Linked DNA regions of Mus musculus: regions 2, 3, 4, 5, 6 and 7 are each linked to region 1. Evidence: chromatin contacts called from public ChIA-PET, Hi-C and HiChIP or PLAC-seq data. All regions are on one chromosome and are shown on one strand. The core of a region is the stretch at or near the end of the contact, and the rest is flanking DNA. Distances in the headings are between cores, read along the strand shown. Region 1 holds the start of Gnai3 (guanine nucleotide binding protein (G protein), alpha inhibiting 3). Region 2 holds the start of Prok1 (prokineticin 1). Region 3 holds the start of Prpf38b (PRP38 pre-mRNA processing factor 38 (yeast) domain containing B). Region 4 holds the start of Stxbp3 (syntaxin binding protein 3). Region 5 holds the start of Gpsm2 (G-protein signalling modulator 2 (AGS3-like, C. elegans)). Region 6 has its middle 17 kb from the start of Alx3. Region 7 holds the start of Alx3 (aristaless-like homeobox 3).

Region 1 (3,277 bases), core at 241-2,740:
CTTAAAGCACGAAGTCAGCCTAAGATTATGGCAGTGGTGTCCGTCCTCTGGAGCTCTACAAAGTGAAATTAGTGCTCTAAAGTGACCTTTCGGGACGGTATTTATCTAAAAAGCTCTGCTGCTTCCAGAACCTGTGACTTATTCGTAATGATTCTCATCTAACAGATTCCTCAAAGATATAAATAATGAATACAGCTGGATTTACTGGTAAGCTAATGCGAGAGAAGTTTATATGATTTACTGGGCCTATCAAAGTTTAAAACGAAATTATCCTGACTGAAACATGTCTGACTAGAGATAAAAAAGCCCACTTGAGTATAAGACAACACGGTGTTTGTAGTCTGAAAGCCAATACATACTTTTATTTTGAAAAACCCAATTAAAAAAAAAAATCAACCCCTCCCAAATAGATCACAATCTCTACAATAAATCTGCCCCAGTCCATATGTTATCCTCTACTATTCCCGACACACATGGTCCCACTGTCCTCTACCCCAAACCTCAAAAATGGCATTCTTTCAATTTCCTCAGCTCACACCATCCCTAGCCCTTTAATTTAAAAAAGGAATCACGGAAGCTCAAGAGAATTTAAAAAAAAAAAAGAGAGAGAGAGAGATTTTAAAAAAAAGTTGAAAAAAGTATTAGTGGCCTCTGCACCCAAGGTCTTTTCTTTTATACCTAAGAACCTGTCATTTATTTCAACCGCCTCCTGGGTGTTCCTGGACAACCCACCTCACTAACAGCACAAAAAGACTTGCGAGCAAGTTCTTTATGTGACCCTCTCTGTACTAGCTTCGCTATTTAATCATTCAATCCTTCCAGCTTTATCCTGACATCAAGTATCAAACTCACACAAACCCTAGACAGGCCCCACCAGACACCATACACTATCCTCCTCAACACGTTCCAGCCCAGTGTGAACCCTCCCTAATTTCGGTCCCTCCCTTTAAGAGCCGTGCCCGGATTCCCAGCACAGTCTCGGGGCTCCAAACTCCCCAACTCTACTAAGTACCATCCCAGCCGGGTTACACCCTCTCCAACCTGAAATCCCCACGCCTTCCGGGGCCTCAGTCGCCAAGCCCAGTACCCGCCCCATTGCTGGGCATCCCCTCCTTGTCCCTTTGGGGTCCTCTCTGCCGGCCTTGGCCAGACCCCGATCAGCTCCGGCTGCTCCCGGGGCCGGGCTCTCCGGCTCCAGCGCTCCAGCTCCGCCCCCAGCCCCTCACCGAGCAGCAGCAGCTTCACTTCTTTGGCCGCTTTCTCCCCGTCCTCCCGCAAGTTGCGGTCGATCATCTTGCTCCGCTCCACCGCCGCCTTGTCCTCGGCGCTCAACGTGCAGCCCATGGCGGCGGCGGGAGAGGGGACCGGGCCCGGGCTCACTCACACACACCGCGGGAATCGCCACACACCGGCGGAGACGGGTCTTCTGCTGGGCGGTGGCCTTCTCCGTCAGCTCCCCTAGCTCCCGGAAGAACCGGATGTGTGCTGTTTACGACACTTCCGGCGACGCCCAGCGGCCGTTACTACTTAGAGCGCTGTGCCAGTGGGAGGCGGAGGTGGTACGGAGAGCGGAAGTTCCCTGGTACCTGACTGTCCCCGTGGAGTGATGGCGAGCCTTCGCTCCGCACCTCCCAGCCTTAATACCCTTTTACTTCTCCGGCTCCTGGACTTGGATTCCAAGTGTAGAAAAAGCGGGACTTCCAGCACGTGGTGTGCTCTGGAGGTTTGGCGGTGAGGATCAGATTCTCAAATGAGAGCTCACAGTCCTCTGGGAATTGCTGTTGGGAAAAGCCTCCCTCTCCAGAAAACAAACAAACAAAAAAACCTTTTTTCCTTTTCATCTGTGATTTGGAGCCCAGGTCTCTGTCCAGAGCCGCGTGTTGGGCACTTCAGCCAAAGTTCCCTCCGTCTGATCCTTGAGCTGCCCAGCCTGGATGTTCACCCATTCCTCTGGCTACACCCATTATGCCAAGTATATATTAGTCCTTCTGCTACAACGTATGGATTTCTGTGAGCTGTACATATGCCTGGCACTCCTATGTTGGCAAAGGATCACTCGACCGCATCAAGTAATAGAGAGTGAAAAATAGGTAGTAAGTATTAGAATATGAAACTAGGTGTAATTCATTTATAATATTTCCACGCTTCCCTTTCTTCCAGGTAAACCTGAGGACTTAGTTCCATACCCAGAAATAAACGAGCTAATCTCTAATCTAACAAGAGTTCCTCTGTGATAGCCACAGAAAGGGGGAAGTTTGGTAAAAGTTGTCTTTCTACTATCTCCTGAATATTGGCTCTGTGAAGAATATCCTAAAGTCCCTACTAAATAGACCCACAATGACTCAACACCCGTTTTAAGAAGGGGCATTTTTTTACAGCCATTGAAACATTTCCCTGGAATTTAAAACATTTCTCTAGTAGGAGGTAACTTAAGCTACAAATTCCCAAGAGAAAGGTCTATAGTGAAAATTAATTAATTAGAACCATCTAATTAGATTAACCTCGTCCACGTCACCCATAATGCTTGTCAATTCCAAGTCTGGAAAGTCTCCCACTCATTTCCAAAAGAAACTGCTTTTCCTTTCTGATCACTTCTAGGGGGGAAAGGGTCAAGAGGAAAGGGGGAAACACAACATTATTGAGTACCTTTTTGCCAGGTAGGCACTTCCATGTCTCATCTCTTAATCCTCACAACAACCCTGTGAGGTAGGTAATATTAATCCCCATTGTCGCCAATGAGAAAATGGGCTCAGAGGAATTCAGTCGCTTTCCCACGTCCACACAGTAAGTACATCTGTCTAGTTTCAACTTCACGCCCTCTTTCTACCAGACCTCTCTAGAAGGTATAGCTGGGAGACCCCTGACAACAGAGCATCTAAGGTTTTTGGATGGCAGTCACCTCGATACCAAGATGTTGGCAAAACTGGCAGGATGGATCATCTCACCCTGTTGCTTCCTCGGCTTGTAAGGGAGATTGTGTCCAGGAACCGCCTCCAGGAGGTAAGGATTGGATATTGAACTTTACCAGTCCGTCTCAGTGACTAGAAAATTCCTGGACAGTGGCCATAGCAAAAGTTGTGGAGAAAGTTCTCTTCACAATACTAGGAAAGTTTTACTTCCTTTATGATCTGTTCCTACAGCCAGGGAAAACATGGCAGCTTGCTAGTTAATGGCAATAAGATCTCAGTGTCGGCTTATTTCAATATGACTTAGAAATATCCTTGCTCTTAAAACTTCCTTTTAATGTGAAGCAAGGGTTGAAGGGCAAAGTTAAAAA
Region 2 (3,277 bases), core at 419-2,918, 910 kb before region 1:
TCCCCACATCACCCTCAGAAGCCACAGATTCGCTGTTCTAAACTGGCCCCAGGATCCCTGTCTGCTGAGCCCATGCCCAGGCCCATCGAATGCCAGCCTAGTACCTTGTGGCTTCCTGGGTGGCACTCCTCTCCTTCACGCCCCAGTGGGGTACACAACCGCAGGCCCCGCAGCCACAGACTGATAGCGCAGCAGGTGCCGGCCCCACACTGGATATCTCGTTCACAGGCCTAAGGGAGAGAGAAAAGGGCCAACCGGTTAGTGTCGCCCAAAGGAATGATCCGGATTAGGATTTGGAGGTGGTGACTAAGCATCTCGGATCAACAGGACACCTTGGCCTGGGTCTAACATCACTGCTCGTCTCTTGAGAGGGACACTCGGGGCCCAGCACAGTACCAGACTTCAGTCTGGGGAACTCTTCCTGCTCAGTGGTGAGGCAGTCAGTCCCTGTTCCCCGGGAAACCCTGTGTTAGAAGGCATAGCTTTTCTAATCCCAGTCAACACTGGTTGAATATGATGGATTAGAACTCTGTGGTGAAGGAACTGGAGGGTCCTTCGTGGTCCAAGGCTCTGGATGTTGGCTGCTGAGCTTTTGGTGTCCTTTGTTCTTCAGCATCTATTCTAAGCTACCTTTCTGTGTGTCTCCCATCCGGTAACCCACAGAGGCCTGATGGACAGTTATCCCCCCCATCCCCCATCCCCCACCCCCACCACTTCTCTGCTGGCCTCCCTGGACCCCCGACGTGGATGCACCCTTCTAGGTTGGGCTGCTTGGACCTGCTGGATAACCAGGTAACAAAAGAAACTTTCAAACAACCTAACTTTACACCAAAACCAGGGTCAAGAGAGCAAGTAGGGCCTCATGGAGAGCCAGTCGACCTGGCCACTACCCAGAGGCCATGTGGCTTCAGAACTGAAGTCTGGGGCTGAGTTTTCTTTCGTTATTCTCCAGTATCAGGCCACAGAACACCTTCAGGCTACCAGCATGGGACATGACAAGACGTGGAAGCTCCAACCTTTCTATTAGGAAGGATGAGGAAGGAAACATATACCAAATCTTTTTCATCACCCAGAGAAGGTCCAGGTGGCAGTCACCAGCAGCTAATCTTAGCCCAGCAGGGGTGCTTCTCACACCCAAGCCAGCCCCCTGGGAATGGCAGGTGAAGGGTGGTGGGGACTAGTTGGACTCCTCTCTCCTGATGATGGTAGGCGTGGCATTCTGGGAGGTCCGGCCCTTCAGCTGGGCTGTCACTAAGGAGCAATGGAAGGTGGAGAGGTCAGGAGGTCAGGAGCTGACTTCTTTCTGAGAGTCAGAGGAGGAATGTCAGGAGGATATGGGAAATGGAGGGCAGCTGGGCCTGCCTGGCTCTCCTCCCCTCAAGACCCTCCTCTGACTGTTCATCTTGCCATTCACTTACTCCCCAAGACTGACCTGACCTTCTTCTCTCACTGGGCTCTTATTAACAGATGCCCCCACTTCCCTTGGGCCTCTCTACCTGTTGCCAGTCTGGAATAGATGTTGGCGCTGGCTTGGTGGCACTGTGACTGTGCAGCTCATTGGGTCCTCCATGTACCCCCATCCCTCACTGTGTCGGGCAACCCCAACTTTTCTCCCGGGTCTGACCTTGGTCTTCACGACGGCTTTCATCAGTCATGCCTGCTCGATGCAAGCCTGCCTTCAGAGCATTTGCTTGCCCTGTGTGTTAGTTTGAACGGAGTCTCTTTCCTTTGAAAGGGAGGTTGCCTTTTCTGTGAAAATTAAAATTTATCCAGTTCCAGGAACTGGCTGGCATTACTCCATATTTACCTTCCAGGTAGAAGGTTGGAGGAAGTTGAAATAAAACTTAATTCTCTCCTTTTCTTCCTGACTTTTGCCTGGGGAGCTCTTAAGAGAAGCACTGTTTTTTGGCTTGTGATTAGGTCCAGTTTATGACCCTGCGTGTACCTACATGACAGGAGGGCAGGTACAGCAGGAGATGAGAAGACTCCATGCCCTGAGTGACAGACTCAGTGCCCCTGGCCTGAGCCTCTGCTTCAAGGTTAACATGTTTGGGGTGCATCTGCCAATGTTGGCACCACACATCTCCCCCTGGGAAGCCACTAAAGAGTGAAAGGGGGTGTTTGAACATTCTCTCTAATAGCTAAAGTGAGACTAAGGAGGGACCCTGTGTGCTTGCCGCCCTGAACTCACAGCATGCTCTGTGAGTTAACACGGACAAGTGAACCAGGCAAAGATGAAAACCAAGGTGTACACAAGACAAATGGGGCTGGGGATGGGACACTAATCTGCCCTGTAAACAAATGTCCTATGGCACACACCAAGGAATCTCCATTTTACTAAAGACTCGATGTCAAAATCCCAGCGCCCTCCTAATGTATTTAAAATGGTATTCTATTTACCCACAACTCTGTCTGCCAGACTAACCCATCTGAAGTCACACACAACCCCACTCCCAGACAGTGATTACCTTCAAAATCCCTTTGGTTTAGGTGATTTGGAGCAGCAGAGCCTTTGTGGTTCTTAGTACACTCCCTGTTGTAGAACACCGATCTTGGCCCCTATACCAGGTCTATGGAGAATGCTAGAAACTTACCCCTGTGATGACCGCACAGTCGGACGCCGTTGCTAGAAGGAGCATGATGAAGATATGCACAGCGCCTCTCATGATCACTTGAGGTGACGACAAACACAGTCTACTTTGGTACCCCTCACTTCCTTCTGCGCTGCCTTGTGCTAGACAAGCCGAGAAGGCCAAGCTGTCCTACCCGACCTCCTTCGGATTTATATAGCCAGATCCAGGGCTGCCTCTAAATGCCTCATCTCTCTCTTCCCTCCCATCACCATTATTCAGATGAGCTCAGAGGCGAAGATGAGACCTGAATCTCCAACAGCATCCCATCACCGTCAGAGCGGATACAAATGGATACACTGGGGACTTTGACAGTTGTTCTAAGTCTTCCAAGAGTACCACACTTCAAACAGTTGCCTGCAATTCACTTGATATCCATTTCCATCTCTGCATCATTCTTTCCTGCTTGGGCCAGGAGGATAACTTTAGTGATGAATTAAGAGATTTGGAACATTGATTTTTTTTTCTCCTCGCCCACACTGAACCATGCAGCGTACAGGAGTGTTTATATTCTCATACTCAAGCTATTAAGCATTATGTGAGTGTTTACCCTGGATTCAACACAGAGGTGGTTGAGAAGACAGAGGGTGAGGTGGTATCTGTTGCTGAACTTTAAAGGTTAAAATTCCCAATATGGAGACAGACAC
Region 3 (3,277 bases), core at 408-2,907, 770 kb after region 1:
ACAAGAAAAATTGGATGTGTTTTACTTTACATGCTCTAGCGAAAATGCTTGAAGACATGAAGACTATTAATACTCATTAAAATATAAATTAACCTCGGAGGCCTGGAAGGTTATTTTTTAAACTACCTAATTTGTAGGGAAGTGGAGACTCTAGTTAGTGAGACCAAAATCAATGGCCCAACACCAAACCGGTAAAAATAAACCTAATTAGCCATTCATTTAACCAGGGAAATGCATTTATTGGCGATTGAGCATGATTAATAGTGCATACCTCTACCTGCGACCCTGGGCTGCTCCGAGCCTCGCTGCAAGACTGAGTCAATCCTGCTAACGAAACAAGAACTGAGACAAGAGTGCAGTGAGGAGGCGCCAGGTGAGCTCCCCAGCACAGCCAAGCCAGCACCGACCCTGCCGCAGAAAGAAGCCCAGGGCCCAGAGCATTCTAATTATGCCCAACGCACAGGTGGCTGACACCTTCGACTCCTGACTTCCTGCTGGGAAAAATTTCCAGGCCTTCTGTACACCTCTTTTGCCCTGGCACTCCACGCCACCCTCAACCCTCCCGGCCCACCCGACACACTCACTGGCCAATTTCTGTCGGGATTGGAGAGCTTAACGAAGAGCACGAGGCCGACATTGAAGTAATTACTTCAGTAATTCCGCTGGCCCGGGGGGCAGCGGCAGAAGCACCGAGTTAGTGCTTAGTCGACACAGGTAAAAAGGAGTCATTTTTTTAAAAAATGGTGAACTTGGACAGGCTTCTGGTATTACTTTTCTCCTCTCCCCTAGAGTTCTTGCCCAACAGCTCCCTAGGGATAGGCAGGAGGTTGGGGTAGGTTAAAGATCGATTGTGGCGGGCTCGCCCGGCTATTAAAACAAAACAAAAAAAACAAAACCTGAAAAGGAAAAAAAGAGGGCGGCCCTAGCCCGACCCGTCCCAAACCAGCCCCAAGCTTCACTTCTCCCTCCGCCAACTTTCCCCCTCCCCCAAATCCGCGGGTCTCAGGAGGGAGGGAAAGGGGGTGCATCCACGGTATCCGACACCCCGCTCTGGCGAACTTACCCCCGACACGCGGCCTAGAGGATGCGTACCTTAAAGTAGATCTCGTCCACCACCTCGTGGTAGGTCTTGAGCTCGTAGAGCTGCACTTTGAAGTAAGGCGACGACAGGATGTTGGTGAGGATCATGGGGTTGAGGTTCATGGTCTTCTCGTTGCCCCACAGCGGCAGCACATTGCCCTGCTTGCCCGACACCGCCGGCTTGGTGGCGCCGCCGCCGCCGCCACATTGCTGCTGCTGCTGGGTCACGGCCGCGGCCGCCTGGTGCTGCGGTTGCGAGTTGCCGGTCAGCGCGGGGCTGTTGTTGGCCATGGTGCCGCGGCAGGAAGGAAGGAGGGCGGGCGGGAGGAGGGAGGCCAAGCTCGATCGCGCTCTTCGGGACAACGGTCCCGGACCTACTCCATGGAAGGCCGTCGGGGCAAGGAGCCCGCCGCGTTGTGCCCCAGCCGAGCGGGAAACTGCAACTGGGACGCCGACACACGGGAGCCCGGGCCCGAGACGGACGCCAAAAACGAGGCGGGGAGAACTCCGGACGCAAAGCAGAACGGGCAGCAGAGGAGCTCGATCTCTTCCGCCAACTGCCCCTGGGAACAAGATGGCGGGGCCAGCGGAAGTGACGCCATACGCCCGGGCGTTCGAGCTAAGGCCGTGGCCAATCAGAGCCGCCCGTGTGTGCAGGCTATTCCTCTTCCTGGTTGCGCGAGGTCGTTGCGTGTTGGCTCGGCTCCGGTGGTCTGTGTGCCGGGCTGGTGGCTTCCTCCTGGGACTTTGGCCCAGGGGGAAGGGGGTCTGGACACAGTTGCTATGTTTTAGAGTTTGCATCCGTTGCTTGATTTTTCTCGAGGCAGGAAGAGGGTCTCGTGACACTTGTGTTCTGGACGGATGCGTGACTGCTCCTGCGGAGCGGTCGAAGTCTCATGAGTTAATTTTGTTAGATTCTCCAGAAAGGACTAGAGTCAGGGAATTGACTCCGATAGAGTCCTTGAGGCTTTCGCAGAGGTAATAGTGTCCTACCGGAAGTCGTAGACGGCCCCAAATTTTTTTTCTCCTAAGATTAGGATAATATTTTAACTGGGTTGTGAGCTTTAAAGAAAGTACTCTCAACTGGGTGTGGTGGCGCCCGCTTTATTTCCAGTGCTGGGGAGGAAGGGGCAGACGGGTCTGTGATTCTGAAGCCAAGTTCCATAGACATCCAATCTCAAAATAACAAAAAACATAAAATCTGCTACCCTACGTGGAGTGCTTCCATTGACTCACCTTTTTTTTTTTTTTTTTTTTTTTTTTAATTTTCAATTAGGGTCTCACACTATAGCTGAGGCTAGCATGTAGCTCAGGCTGGCCTCAAACACAAGACAATCTTTACGCCACAGCCTTCGAGATACTGGGATTTTGGGTCCTGAGCTACCACATGTAGTGAGATGCTAGTTCTATGGTACCGCTGCACTGGGCTAGGCCTTAGAAAAGGGAGTGAGGAATGGAGATGGAGAAAAGGTGGGAAAGTAATCAGGGTATCTGTTCTCAAAGGTACTAATAATTTAAGATTAATAGTGTTTGAGAGTTAAGAGGCTGCTGGAGCCTTTGACCATCATCTACTATTTACCATCTAATAAGCCTGATTTGAGCAAAGAATGGCTTAAGCATAGAAAGCAAAATCAGGCTTAGAGATGGAAAATAGCACAGTTGGCAAGAAGCTGGGAGCTGTGCTTCGTGGGGAGTAGTGGCAATAAAATGTCTGTAATGTGTGGATGAAACATTAGGAACTTAATGCTTACCAAAGGCTACCCCACATCCTTATAGTGTGTGTGTATTTAAATCAGGCTAGGTTGGTTTTGATGGCTACGTCTGAAAGGAAATTTACATTCCAGAGACTGAGGCAGAACAATCAAGAGGCCAAGACTAGACTGGTATAATAATCTGACTTAAAAAAAAATCAGGCTATTGGTGTAGTTTAATGGTAGACGAGGTGCCTAGCTAGCATGGGCAACGTTGGTTTAATCCCAACAGAAACGTGTTTTCCTGTGCTCATTCATGGATATGAGCATTAGGGGCTGAGGATGTTCCTCAAAGGTAGAGACTTCATTAGCAAGCAAGAGTTTCAGCCCTATCACTGGAAAAAAGAAAAATAGTTCATATGCATAATTTTAAATATGACCTTGACGTCTACTTTGTATTGCTTGCATTATTTCTGGCTTCAGTCCATTCTTCAGCAATGGCCAGA
Region 4 (3,277 bases), core at 277-2,776, 690 kb after region 1:
TGTTTCGAGTTACAGGCGGTCCTAAGACTATTTTACAGCCTTACATCTTTTTCCTTTCATCCAGCCTGCCTATCTATATTCTACTCTCCATGTGGTGAGCCTGGTGTTACCCTAAGTTAACAAGAACAGGGAAAGCCTGTTATCTTCATGCTATTGATACTGGCGTTACTAGCATAACGGTATCTTTTTCTCATAAGCCCTGATATAAGGTGCCATTATAACTCAGAAGTAATTTCTTCAGCACAATTTGTCACCCACTTTCGTATGAGAGTCAATATAGACAATCTGCCTAAGTCAGTGCTTTCCTTACATCACGTGGGTCCCTGGGGATGCAATTCGTGTCCTTGGGCTTGACAGCAAGCACCTTTACCCACTCAGCCACCTTGCAGGCCCCCAGAAAGGATAAATTTGAAAATAATAAATATGAAAGGATAATTTTGTATTTCACAAAGTCTACTTATCTATTTAGTACCTTCTATATGGTAAACACCATGCCTGTACTGTTTTGGATTTTAATTTTATACAAGGAATTCTTGAAGGCAGAATTCTGTTGGCTAATTCCTATTCTGTTCCTTGTTCCCCAAGTCGGAGTAAGAAACACTAATAAGACGTTATTCCTTTTCTACTACTAGACTATAATTACTTAGAACCCAGAGATGCCAAACAAGGAAGGTCCTTCCGGTTTGCTGCTTTCATTGCTCTTCTAACCTGGCAGACCTAGGTTTGGTGTCATTTTAATAAAAGTCATTAAAGTTGGTCGAACCAACAAGAAGACCAATTGTAACACAAGGAGCAGACTATGCAGGGACCGGATACTAGATAAAACTTTAACAGTCCGCTGTTGCTTTCTCAAGAACTCTTTTTTTTTTTTTTTAAAGCAAGTCATATTCTCTTGGAACAGTGGCAGAAGGCGCTCTTGAAAAGCTACGCCTGCACTTTTTAAAGGACAAGACACTGAAAAGGATGGTAGTAAAAACCCTCGGTGCTAACATGAATATGGGACACCAAGCGGCTTCTGAAAACACGGGGACGAGGGCGGGACAGAGTAGTAACACAGAGCTCAGACTGTGTCGGATGGAGAGACGTCCGTGCCTGGTGTGGCGAGGGGGGTGCAATGGGAAGAGCTGTCCCGGGACAGCACAGGGACTTGGGAGGGAAAGTCGGCCCGAGTCAGGTCGCCCAAGGGTGGGGCTTTGCGGAAGAACCTCACCGGGGTGAGAGTTGGCCAAAGCCGCGGAGAAGGCCGCGTCTGGCCACCCCGCCCATCCCTGGTGCTGGCACGAAACCCGACTCTGGGCAAGCCGGAAGGAGTCAAGCCAGGGACTTGGTCCCAAAGCAACAAGTGCCCATGCAGCTCCCAGAGAGGCTGCAGAGCTGCAGCGGGAAAGAAGACCCCCGTACAGCCGACCCTTCCCGGCCTCATCCCTGACCCCTCCGCACTCACTCCGCCACACGACGCTCTTCAGTCCCCGCTCCGATACCGGCGGCGCCATCTTCCCCCAGCCGTGGAGCTACAGCCACCGCCTCCCACTCGCAACCTACTTTGGCCCTGAAAGCTGCGCTCGGGGGCGGGCCCTTCCCCTCGCGGTGGGGAGGCTCCGCCCCCTCCGCGGGCCGCGCCCTCAGGTGACGTCACGCGCATCAACTAGGGCGTGTCCCGCCTGTGCCTGGACTGCGGCTGCGTAGTGTGGTCAGACTTCTGTGCACTGTCTGGCGCCCCCTAGCGGAAGCCTACTATAACCCATATCTCAGTGTCCAATTTGGCATCAGAAAGCAAATATGTGAACTAACACAATTTATACAATTATGAATTTATACATACCGGGTCTTTTTTATTTTACATTTATCTGTGTGTATGTATGCATGTGTGCATACCAAGGCTCGCAGGTGAAGGTCAGAAGACCTCATCTTCCACAGTGTGGGTCTTGGGATGGAACCTAAGTTGTCAAGACACATCCTGCCATCCCCAATACGGAGACTTTATGCTTTACAAAATAATGTTTCATTCAGCAAAGCAATTCAAACTATACTGTTCAGAAGCCTGTTCAACCGCCATATGGGAAGTCTATCCCTCTCAACTTCATTTTAATAATTTTTGAAGATCATTGATTATTTAAGCTGTAAGGTAACCACCAGTGTTCCCAGAACTGTGATAGAGTTTCAGAAAAGTCTAAGAAATGAGAGACCCTCTTATTCCTATGAAGAATTTTACATTTTAAGTTATAGAGCACGATTCCTAGAATTGTTAATTCCACAAGGCAGGAGTAAGACCACTACCATAATTTTAGAGCTAAAATTGAAGCAAGCTTTATTATATCCAGGAGCACCAGAGACCTGGCCAATTAGGGGTTAGAGAGAGAAGTGCTGAGAGTCCCTTTTAAGGAGCAAAATAACAAGTAGTTGCAAAACAGTGTTACAGAAGCAAGACAACAGGGCAGTTGGGAAGTATAGGAAAATTTCAAAAGGACAAAAACCAAGTACTTAGTGATAAGGGAGGGTCAAAGTGTTCTCAAAAACAAGTCATGGTCACAGGGTGGTGCAGGGCAGGTTCCAAGAAACAGAAACTTAAAAACAGAAACTCAACTCTTACAATAAACGAAACTTTGTGTTTAACAATACAACAAAATGTCTCCTACCTTAAAAATGGAGTCAGGCAGGTTTCTCATTCTCCCCTTGACCTTTGTGTCCTTCTCAAATCCTTGATAGGGGACTGTCTTTAATAATGTTGTCAAGTGGCAATGATTCTAGCCTTGTTTGGTGGATGCAGGGCCCAATTATGGTAGCCAGTAGAAACATTAGCAGGCCAAAGAAGGGGAGAGCCATCTTAGCCATGTTGTCGGTCAACATTTGTTTGAAAGATTTTGTTTATTTATTTCTCCATCAATACTTGTCAATAGTATGAGAAGAATCAGAGATACTAAAACAGCACATTTCGGTAAATTGCTGACAACCAAGATTACATTTAAGTAACAGGTAAGAGGGATCTTTTCTGACACAGAGTTTCCTTGTTGACTATCTATCTGGTGGTAGATGGAGCCAGAGGTTATACCCCAAACTATTAGTTACACACAGGGTTCCTTTGGGTATGCTAAGTTCAATCGAGGTGATTGATGAGTCTTCCTTTCTGCTTCTTATTTTAGCACACCTGTGATTTCCACTATTAGACCCCTTTAGAGAATATTTGATTATGCTAAAGTCTGTATTATTACTTTGGGATTGGTCAGTTAGAATAGGTCATCTCTAGAATCCTCCATCCATGGTGGATAAAAGCAATCGT
Region 5 (3,277 bases), core at 572-3,071, 580 kb after region 1:
TGCCCTGGATTTGACCCTAAGCATGTATGGTGCACACCTGTAATCACAGCACTGGGAGGATGGAGAAAGAGAATCAAAGAGTGCAAGGCCAAATTCAGCTATCTGAGACCCTGTCTCAAAACTACACTGAATGAATGGAGGGAAGGAAGGAAGAAGAAAGTCAGCCAGCCATTTCATACCAGGTGGAATTTGTGCACATATTACAGCCCAGTAGCTGTAATCCCAGCTACTGGGCTGAGACAGGAGGATTCCAAGTTCCAGGCCAGCCCTAAACATTTAGCAACAATAGGTCTCAAATAAATGAATGAATGAATTAATTAATTAATAAATGAATAATCTGGAATTACCTCAGTGATAGAACTCTTGCTTAGTGTTCACATGGTTTAGAGTTCAAACCCAAGTACAGAGGAGGTGAGGTGTGGGGAGCCACACTATATATAGTGCATTACCTTTGTAACTAGCCTACTATTAAATCTCAGGTTTACATCAAAACATACTTGTAATAGTGTATGTCTGACCTACTGAAAATTCAGCTAAACTATTTTTCCGTGGGACACGCTTCCACAATACTCCACAGTCTCTGAATTCATAACCAGTCCAATCCTCGAATTGTAAGTTAGAAATAGTTTGCAAGAGGGGCCTATGAATGCCTAGAACCGGCCGGGCATCCCTGAACTCCCCCACTGCCCTCAAGTCAAAGGACAGGAACCTTCGCTTTTGAACTTAGGCGGAACGAATCTCTGCTCTTAGCACGTCGAAACCCCAGGCAAAAGTGCTCTTTACCAGAAGCAATCACGATGGTTACTAACAAGCCGGAAAATCTTCAGTTTAGCCTTCCAAAGAGGCAGTCTGAAAATTCTGCTTCGCTGGTGACAAAAACTTACAACACAAACCACACAGCAGTCCAATCAACACAAAGCACCGAGAGGAGAGTCAAGAACTTACCTATTCTAAGTCTACCCGGCGTTTAAATAATGCATTAAGGCAAATAAACATTGCCATCATTACTCGTTTCAACAGAGTTCAAATGATACTTGTTAAAGCCACCTAATTGTTTACCATTAAAATACAAGGAAATTACGTTTTCCACTTTTCATCTGAAGATACTAAGTTTACAGCTTTCCGGCTAAGATCTCAAACATGTTACGCTTGCTATAAAGCTGGTTACAACGATCTATCAGTTTCGCTTGCCAGTAAGTCTGGGATCCGAAAAGTTCAGGAGTTTAAATGTGACTTGACAAAGGTGTCTGGTGTGGAGACCCGGGGCCGGCGACGTGCCTGGGATTCGAATCCACTGGGATTCGGCTTTGTATCCACCGTCTGTTACGCTCGGAAAACGCGTGAAGTCGCTGCATCCCAGCAAGTATTTTCAAGGTCTGCAGAAGCCCGATCCCCAGTCTCCCCTCACTTAGGGGACAACAGCCTAAATGGTGCGGGTGCGAAGCCCCCCACGGAGCTCCCGGGTCCCAGCGTCACCCGAGCCCGTCGAGCCTCGGTGGTCCAGAGACCCCCGCCCCACGCCCCCACACACCCCACTGGGTCACCCCCTCAGGCTCCGCTCACCTCCCTCCGGCCCGCGGCTCCTGAGAACAAGGAACCGCTGCAGGGATGAGCGCCTCTGGCCGTAGACTAGGAACCGCGGCGCTTCCCCAAGTCGGGTCCCGGCGGCGACGCCGAGCCAAGCAGGGGCACCGCGGGAGGCTGGCGAGCGCCCCGGGCGCCCGCCCCCGGCAGGTCACGTGGGCCAGAGCTTCGGCCTCCCCCTGGCCTCTCAGAGGGTCTCACCGCCAGCAAGGCTCCCTCAGCGCCTGTACTCCTCTGCGCCTGCGCCTAGCTCCAGGCTCGCCCATTCAAACTGACAACGCCCCGCGTTTTTTGGACCGGCCAATGGCACCGGTGGGGCGGGGCTAGGCGGGTGGAGGGCGGGGCTAGACGAGCCAGGGCTCCCTCCTTCTAAAGATCTGTGTGTGGGGTTTGCCTCTCGGACTGTAGCGCTTGATTCTCCTCTGCTGCGGATAGATCCTCCGCCAACTAGAAGCTTATTGTCCTCGAATTTCTCCTTCAGATGGCGAAAAGTGGGACAATAAACATCAGAGTTCAAGCTGGGTCTAGTTCAGACTTTGAACCCAGGAGCCCCAGTCCACTGCCTCTTTCCCTGCAGGCTCAGTCCCGCCCTGGGAAAGTCTTCCAAGAGGCAGATGTGAGAAAGAAAGAGGCCTGTGTGAAAGGAACAGAGGGTCCCGTGTGAAAGTCTGAACAAGGAGCCTCAGTTCTTGAGGCAGTGTCACACACAGTTCTGGCGTTTCCAGATGTTGGGAAAGCAAACTTCTTCTGACTGCAGGATCGCTGGTTCCCAGGAAAAGCAGAGATGGCGAATTTAATCCGCTCCGGCGGCTTGCATTCCCATTCTATTCATGCCTTCATATCAAGTTCACCAAAAAATAGATCTTAGCTTGTTCATCAAATGTTTAAACTAGAGTCTCTGCTGTGAAGCTGATGACGTTGGTTACATTACATTATCTATAGCCACTGCCTATTTCTCCACTGGGATGAAATTTTAATGTTTTACAGGATTGGGCACCTGTTAAAGAAATTCTAGTTTCAGCATCTCTGTGGTGATGGCCGTGACCACTATATGTGTGTCATGGAAAACTGTATAGAGATAGTGTTAGCACCAGCCAGACCTGGGTTTGAATTTCAGCTCGGGCCTCTTCCTACTGACTGATTTTGAACCAGTTAGGCGTCTGTCCTCTGTAGCCTTAGCTTCCTCAGCTGTAAAACACAGATAATGAGACCTCCTCTAATAAGGTCTGTCATGATGCTTCAGGAGGTAAAGTTTATGAAATGGTTAACACAGCTGCTGACACATCGAAGCTGTTCAATAAGTGGTTCTCTTATTATTATCAGCGAGCACCCTTAATACCAAGTTCTTATAAAAAGCTGAATTAGCTGGTTGTACTATTTCAGAGGTAGATATTATAATTCTTCCATACTCATAAATTCTTTGTGGGAATTGGTACAGTAAACCACAATAAAAAGTATTTTAAATTCTGCATAGCCAAAGCGAATCGTTTCTTTCCTGTGCCCCCTTCTCTCATAGATTGGACTTTTTATCTCAGCTATCAGCAATGTCTATCTTCCTAATCAGTTGAACTGTTTTGTAAATCTTCTTTCCAAACGCATGCATCCATGAGATTGTGCCATTCTTCTACTTGAAGACATTTAATGGTCAAAAAACAAAACAAAACAAAAACAAACAAACAAACAAACAAAAAAT
Region 6 (3,277 bases), core at 548-3,047, 570 kb before region 1:
CATTCCTTGGTGCAACAGAACTATCAACTCTTAGCTTAACTACTATGAAGATAAAATCCTTTGGTGATGTGAGGGACATTGAAGTACAACCTTATTACAATAAACTCCAATGTCCAAAAACTATTCTTATTTTGTGTTTGTACCACAGTAAGAGCCAAGATTTTTAAGCTCTACTAAAAAAAAAAAAAAAAAAAGACTTTTTCTATTTATGTTCATTAAAAAAAAATAATGCTGATATATTATTTTAAAAAACATACAGTTAATATATTTAGAGTTATTTGAAATTTATATTGAGAAAAACGTATGTATTTTCAGTATTGCTGTAGACAAACATCTACATAAGACTGTTCAATTGATTGTTGTTTTATATCAAACAACTTTTATAATACCCATTTTTATTGTTACAATATTTTATAAATTTTAAAGAATATGATAAAAAACGAAAGGTATTGCAGGTTTTAAAGGGGGGCTCTCCAGGAAGAGTTGGGGTACAAAAGGGAAAGAAGAATGTGATTTAAGTCTATTTACACAAAATATGTTTTTAAATGTTAACAAATTCAGATAAATTGAAATTATGTATCATTCCTCATCATAATGCAATAAAACTGAAATCAAAGAAAAAAATAAAATAATAAGAAAGCAAACCTGAGGCTCAAAGTTCTGTAGAGGCAGCCTTAGCCACAGCACAGTGGCACTACTGCCTTGTCATCCTGTTTATTTTTGTAGCTGCTCTGTTTTACTACTCATATTCCATTTATAGTAAGGATGTGAAATTTCCTCCCAAAGATATTTTCATGTATTTGCATGTGTATGTGTGTGTACAGTAGGTTAAAGGAAGATGTTAGTAACACACGCACATTCTGGTGTAACCACATCCACAGAGGTTCTACTCAAGCGATTAACGTCTGGAAAACATGACCCTAAAGATACAGAAAGAAAATATAGCCCTGGAAACATCCTTGTGCACACAGGGGGCTCATCACCTGTCCTTGACCACAGGTGGACAATGCCCATTTTAGATGCCAATTAGCCCCTAGTGGGAGTTCACCAAAGGGGAAAATTCCTTGTTTATTTCTTATCACCTCAAGTCCACAAATTCAAAAGCTTACGGATTGATGCAAATTTGAGAGAGATCCGCTCTACATCAGTAGAGATTGCACTGGGCCCTAGGAGTAAAAGTGGCACCTGACCACTCTAGAGGACAATGTCTTCAGACATCACATGCCTCCACAACTGGAATGGGTTTTGGTGTGACATTGGCTCAGGCAGCGCTTGGCCAAAGTGAGACCCCAAGCAAACTCTGAGATCTACGCGGTCCACCCAGCACTGCCAATCAGTCAGATGAGCACACAAGTGTGGGAACGTCAGACCCTGATGAACAGAAATCCAAAGGACCATCGAAGAAGGTAATCAGATATGAGTCATGCTGACCCTCTTGGGACCTCATAGAAGCCCCCACATCCCTTCTTTGGAGACCTTTGGCCCAGTGATGTTATCCCAAAACTAGGAAGTGTGGGTTCTGGGCTCTCAGTACCTCCAGCTGCAGCCAGGCTAAGGAAGGCACAGCTGTATTGCCTGAGGCTGTGTCTCTTAAGAAGGAGAAACATCCGGCCAGTTCCACCCAGAATGTCAGTCAAAGACCTGGGGAGGGGTCAGCCAGCTTGCCATTCTGCCCAGTGAGCTCTGTATCTTAGGAGCAAGCACTAGGACCTTCTTAAGCCAAGATAAGGAGCTGCCTGTCTCCTGAGGGCTGTGGCCTCTGCTCCCCCACCACCACACCCCGCCAAAGCTGCTGGCCCACAATCTGGGGGAGGCATGGGGCCTCTCAGGGTGTGACCCAGGATGTGGGGACCTGCAGGCTCCTCAGAGAGATATGCAGAGGTGAAAGGGCAAACCTGTTTCTAGTCTTCTTATCAGGAATAGCTGAGTGAAAGGGAAGTGGACAGCCCTGGAGGTCAGGCTGTGGGATCATGACTGGGGGGTCATGGCTGGGGCAGGGCTCGGCCCAGAGGACCTTGGAGGAGACCCTGCTTGGCAGAGAAGGGTAACATGAGGGCCAGGGAGGGAAGGTCCTGGAGGGACAGCCTGAACTCAAGGAGAAAAACCTTGACAAACCATCTCAGTTTATTCAGACTCAGAGAGACTTCCCAGACCAGGACTCTCAGGTTCAAAAATGGGATGGTGGATCACCTGAGGCCCAGCCTAGGTAAGGGACTACAGGACTAACCTGCTTCCCCTCATTTGATTGCCTTTTTTACTTCTGTTCTGCTCTCCCATTGTGTGCGTTCCACAGTTTTAGTGCAATGCCTACTGTGTGCCAGGCCCACTGCCAGACACTTGGAGTCTCCAGGTAAAGGACAAACACAGCCTTGGCTGTTCCTGAACTTGGAGATGACACAACTCTTCAATGCCCAGGTGGGATCTTTACTCCTCCCCCTACCCCTGTGGGGCCTTCCTCCCTGTGAGGGCTATGTCTTACACAGTGTGCCAGCTCATTGTGGGTACCTAGCACAAGGACCTGTACAGGAAAGTGCTTGATACTTGTCTTGGCCATGGGCCCTAGGCAGGCAAGAGGAGGGTGGTACCTCATTAAACTGTCAGTATTCCCTACCTCTTACTCTCCTCCCCACACTCACAAGCACACAGGCACATTTATCCTTCAAGTGGCAATCTCCTCACCTTAGAAGAGTGGAGTTAATACATCCTCAAGCAGGCATCCACTCTCAAGCTGGGGAGCAGGGAGGGACACAGGCACCAGCTTTGGTCAAGGGAAAGGTAGCATTTGGGATAGGTGGGTTGTGGGGAGATAGGAAATGGTTTGGCTTCTCCTAACTGAGAGATCTGGACCTTGGGCTCCAGCATCCTGCTCTCTCAAGAGCCCAAGCTGCAGAGAGCCCAAGTGTACATGCCAGGTGTACATGAGGGCCTTTTGGAAAGACAGAGGCCGGCCTAGGATCCTGCTCCTGAGGAAGCCAGTGGGACTGTGAGAGGCTAGGTATCTATAGACTAGCAAAACTAATTAATGGTGGGATAAGGATAGGAAGAGGCTGGGGACTGCTTACAATATGCCTCTGCCCACCTAAGACGAGGAGATTTGCATCACCGAAGCCACCAGTGGACTGACCATAAGCTTCACACAAGAAGGAGCTCCAGTATCCCCTGTTGGTACAGTCCATGGGAAGTGCTGAGAAGAGGCTCTAAGCCAGTGATTCCTTCCTAATGCTGCGACCCTTCAATGCAGTTCCTCCAGATGTGCTGACCCCCAACCATAAAATTA
Region 7 (3,277 bases), core at 242-2,741, 550 kb before region 1:
ATGATACAACCTTCTAGACAGTCAACACTACCTCATTGACAATTATGGAAAACCTTTTATTAATAATCAGTTCAGCAGTGTCCACAGCTGAGAGCCAGTGGACTCCCCTCTGGTAGAGGCAGAGGGGAAAACCTCATTTTAAGCCAGGCTTCTCTAGCTGGAAATATCAGCCCCAGGTGCTCCCATCTCTGCCTAGCCTGCAGTCTGTGATTAGGGGCCCTAATGGCCATAATGCCTCCAATGTGGTGTTTAAGCCAATAAGGCTTCAGAAAAGTTACGGTATGTTTAATAATGGCTTAATGACTCCTTGTGAGATGCAAGGCTTCTGGTTCCTGTTTGGCCTTGATTTACAGCCCAACTCTGGCTGAGGACAGCCAAGAAACCTCCTCTAAGCCTCCAACGGAAGAGGGAGGTGTTCACACCAGGCCTCTTAGATTCCTTTTAAAAATGAGAATTCAAATAGAATACAAATGATGTTTGACTCCCTGCCCCTCTCGCTAATCTCCAGGGGTCCTAAAAATATAAATGTTTTAACCCGGACCTAAGGGATCTTTAAGCTCGGGTCCAAAGGACCTCTGGTATTTCTTCCCAGATCTTAGGCACAGTAAGGATTATTCAGTTTCAGAAAGGCTAAGCTATACCCTAATCCTAGGCTTCCTTTGGGTCGAGGAGACTCACCTTTGGGAGATGCAATCCTACCCTCGCTATGTCTAAAATAGCAAGCCTGAAGCAGTTAATTTGCAGTGGATCTGAGTGACATTCAGTTTATGCTGCTCAGAAGGACAATGACCCTTCTGCTCTTCCATAGCTGACCCAAAAAGCTACCTGGGCAGACCACTGTGAAACCTAGAGATCTCTCTGTCTGTTTTGGCCTGCCTGGGCTTTGGAACTCACCACCAAATGTAGATGGACCACAGTCAGCTGAAAACGCTAAGTGAGAGGTTCAAATCACAGATAATCAATGACAGTATTGAGGCCCAAGCTCCCAAGCCCCCTGCTGTTTCCACAGCATCCAGTCTCTAGGATGTCCAGGCAAAACAAGTGTCTAAGGGAGATGCCCTTGCTTTTTTCCAGCTACCAGCAAAAATAAACCGAGCAAGGTGAAGGGGAAACTCTACCACAGTAGAGGCCTCTCTTCTCAGACTGATGTCAGATCAGGCCTCAAAGAGAATGTTGGAGGAGGGATGGGGGAGGGTGCGGGGGTGGGGAGGATGTCTGCCCTCACCGTTTCACCTCCCCAGGGCCAAGAGCCACTAAGATGGATATCAGGACTTGAGGGTGCAGCTCAGAGCCAAGGACTCACCCGACTGCTAGACAAAAGGGATCCTGCCCTCGAAAGGAAGCAGCTTCCCTCTCTTCTCTTCCAACTGCTTGTGATACCAGACTCGGGGTGAATGGGGTGGGGTGGGGGTGTTCCTGGGCTCCGAGGGGTTAACCCGCACGGGGCCGCACGTGACGTGGATGGTTCCAGCATTAAGTCAGAGGCGCGGCCCCCTCTCCTGCCCCCCACCCCCCGCGGCGCGCGCCGCTCCCGGGGGCTCCGCGCCCCCGAGCCCAGGTCCCTCCCCCTTGGCTCACAGGCCGCGCGGGTTAGCGGGAGCCCCGGAGCTCCGGCGGCCTGTGAGCCCGAGCCGGCATGGACCCCGAGCGCTGCGCGCCTTTCTCCGTGGGGCCGGCGGCCGGTCCTTACGCGGCCGCGGGGGACGAGGCTCCGGGTCCCCAGGGGACTCCCGATGCTGCGCCTCACCTGCACCCCGCGCCACCCCGCGGTCCGCGCCTGAGCCGCTTCCCGGCCTGTGGGCCCCTGGAACCCTACCTCCCAGAGCCCGCCAAGCCGCCCGCCAAGTACCTGCAGGACCTCGGGCCAGGCCCGGTGCTCAACGGCGGCCACTTCTACGAGGGCTCCGCGGAAGGTAACACGCCGGGGGTCGGGGGTGGTGGTGGAACCCCATGTCGTTCTTATCCCCAGCCCTTCCTGGTCTCCCCGACTCTCCCGCTTTCTTGCTTCTTAACTTTGGGTACGTCTCGCATTTTCCACGATTCCCTCGCTAGATCGCTGCTGGCCTGGCCGGACAAGGCCAGGGCATTGGGGACCGCAGAATCGCCTGTGTCCCCGGCCGGCAGAGGCAATGGGAGGCGGGAGGTCAAAGGAGGGTGGAGTAGGGACGATCTTGGGCCCATTCCGACCCCCAAGGTGATTGAACCTGGGAGGAGAGATCGCGCTCATCCGGAGCCGAGCCTCTCTGCCACCGACCCAGAAGAGGGGACTGGGTGGAGGGCCCCGGAGCCTAACTGGGCCCCAAAGCTGGGAGAGAAGAGTTCTGCTTTTGTGCATGGCGCCCGCTGAGGGCGTAGAGGCTGGGCCTCGACTTAGTGGCCAAACTGGACTCAGCGAGGGAAAGGCTGTGTCCTGGACTTACCCAGCTCTCATCCTCGGGCCCAGCCTCTGCAGGAAAAGGTTTTCTGATGCCGTTAAGTCGCTCCGCAGAGTGGCGGTGGCTGCTCCCCCTCAGAACTGGGACTGTCTTCAAGATCAAATAACTATGTTCTTGTTTCTCAGATTAACTTGGCCTCCCCGTCGCCACGGGGATGGCTACCCTTCTTGCAGTTGGCATCTCGGCACCGAATCATCACCGCTGAGCCGTCGGAAGCGGTCCCGAACTATCCTAAATCCCAGGGCGCATCCCACTCCGGGGACCGTGCCCTGTGTGCTAAGGCGGGTCGGACCGTACCATTATCTGAGAATGCGCCTGAGTGGCAGGGCCTGCCAAGACTCTTTTGCCGCCCACTGTACTCGCTGACCCACGAGTGGCTCAGCACCCACGCCCACCCCTCGTATGCAGCCACATTTCGTAGCCTAGACCCAAAACTAGATCCCGGGAGATCCGCCAATGCGGCAATCGCCTGCTCCTCGCGGGCCTCCTCAGAGAGGCTGGGCAGCGAGCAGCTCCTGGCTTCGTCCCGTCCGGGTGGCGGGAGTGTGCAGGGGAGGCCCGGGAGGTGTGTTGGGGTCATCGGAGGAAATGAGCAAGTCCGCGGAGCTTCGTGTCTAATGCCGTTTGAAAAAGGCTCTCCTGATAAAAACCACAGTTGGGACTTAATGAGAAGCAGTTGGCCTGGCTCCTCTGATCCCTGCCAGACGGCGGCAGCCACGCAGCGCCCAGAGCACCGCCAGGGACAGGTACCCGTCTGGGTTGGGATCGCGCCCCGCAACACCCCACCACAGTCCAGTGTCCCCGCCGATGCGCAGCCTCTTGCACCGACTGTTCGGGTTCTT

What was found. Hi-C and Micro-C count contacts between places; a contact is called where the count stands out from the background. ChIA-PET counts read pairs in DNA pulled down with a chosen protein or histone mark. HiChIP or PLAC-seq counts read pairs in DNA pulled down with a chosen protein or histone mark.
Region 2: a contact with region 1 is called in an H3K4me3 HiChIP or PLAC-seq map of pro-B cells, with 2.6 times the contacts expected there. The contact joins the promoter of Prok1 here to the promoter of Gnai3 in region 1.
Region 3: a contact with region 1 is called in an H3K27ac HiChIP or PLAC-seq map of thymic regulatory T cells, with 4 times the contacts expected there. The contact joins the promoter of Prpf38b here to the promoter of Gnai3 in region 1. A contact is called at or near these places in 1 of 39 promoter capture datasets (pre-B cells), 1 of 484 Hi-C or Micro-C datasets (CD4 T cells) and 1 of 115 datasets of contacts at active chromatin or transcription factors (thymic regulatory T cells).
Region 4: a contact with region 1 is called in an H3K27ac HiChIP or PLAC-seq map of thymic regulatory T cells, with 4 times the contacts expected there. The contact joins the promoter of Stxbp3 here to the promoter of Gnai3 in region 1. A contact is called at or near these places in 2 of 115 datasets of contacts at active chromatin or transcription factors (memory CD8 T cells and thymic regulatory T cells).
Region 5: an RNA polymerase II ChIA-PET map of memory CD8 T cells shows a contact between it and region 1, with 5 read pairs. The contact joins the promoter of Gpsm2 here to the promoter of Gnai3 in region 1. A contact is called at or near these places in 1 of 39 promoter capture datasets (liver), 1 of 115 datasets of contacts at active chromatin or transcription factors (memory CD8 T cells) and 1 of 9 other capture datasets (adipose tissue).
Region 6: a contact with region 1 is called in a Hi-C map of the G1E-ER4 cell line, with 2.6 times the contacts expected there. The contact joins the enhancer-like site here to the promoter of Gnai3 in region 1. A contact is called at or near these places in 7 of 39 promoter capture datasets (the 3T3-L1 cell line, the HPC-7 cell line, embryonic stem cells and 2 more), 1 of 15 datasets of contacts at CTCF or cohesin (large pre-B cells), 2 of 484 Hi-C or Micro-C datasets (both in the G1E-ER4 cell line) and 1 of 115 datasets of contacts at active chromatin or transcription factors (embryonic stem cells).
Region 7: an H3K4me3 HiChIP or PLAC-seq map of embryonic stem cells shows a contact between it and region 1, with 10 read pairs. The contact joins the promoter of Alx3 here to the promoter of Gnai3 in region 1. A contact is called at or near these places in 15 of 39 promoter capture datasets (the 3T3-L1 cell line, the C10 cell line, the HPC-7 cell line and 7 more), 1 of 484 Hi-C or Micro-C datasets (embryonic stem cells), 8 of 115 datasets of contacts at active chromatin or transcription factors (embryonic forebrain, embryonic midbrain, embryonic stem cells and 3 more) and 2 of 9 other capture datasets (embryonic stem cells and macrophages).

Annotation. Positions count from the first base shown.
Region 1 is chr3:108,144,662-108,147,938 of GRCm38.p6, forward strand. Gnai3 (guanine nucleotide binding protein (G protein), alpha inhibiting 3) reads right to left here and starts at 1,491. Exons shown (of 9, transcript NM_010306.3): 1 at 1,227-1,491. The coding sequence starts at 1,344.
Region 2 is chr3:107,236,984-107,240,260 of GRCm38.p6, forward strand. Prok1 (prokineticin 1) reads right to left here and starts at 1,669. Exons shown (of 3, transcript NM_001357885.1): 1 at 1,625-1,669; 2 at 105-230. The coding sequence starts at 1,648.
Region 3 is chr3:108,910,072-108,913,348 of GRCm38.p6, forward strand. Prpf38b (PRP38 pre-mRNA processing factor 38 (yeast) domain containing B) reads right to left here and starts at 1,658. Exons shown (of 6, transcript NM_025845.3): 1 at 1,093-1,658. The coding sequence starts at 1,371.
Region 4 is chr3:108,838,976-108,842,252 of GRCm38.p6, forward strand. Stxbp3 (syntaxin binding protein 3) reads right to left here and starts at 1,527. Exons shown (of 19, transcript NM_011504.1): 1 at 1,445-1,527. The coding sequence starts at 1,493.
Region 5 is chr3:108,720,478-108,723,754 of GRCm38.p6, forward strand. Gpsm2 (G-protein signalling modulator 2 (AGS3-like, C. elegans)) reads right to left here and starts at 1,822. Exons shown (of 15, transcript NM_029522.2): 1 at 1,564-1,822.
Region 6 is chr3:107,576,209-107,579,485 of GRCm38.p6, forward strand. No RefSeq gene overlaps it. Among named protein-coding and RNA genes, the nearest start is that of Alx3, 17 kb to the right of the region's middle. Within about 2 kb of position 1,798, at least 12 of the 459 cell types and tissues checked have an H3K27ac peak or open chromatin away from gene starts, as enhancers often do. A contact at or near this core is called in the G1E-ER4 cell line, where this site is marked.
Region 7 is chr3:107,593,540-107,596,816 of GRCm38.p6, forward strand. Alx3 (aristaless-like homeobox 3) reads left to right here and starts at 1,492. Exons shown (of 4, transcript NM_007441.3): 1 at 1,492-1,913. The coding sequence starts at 1,637.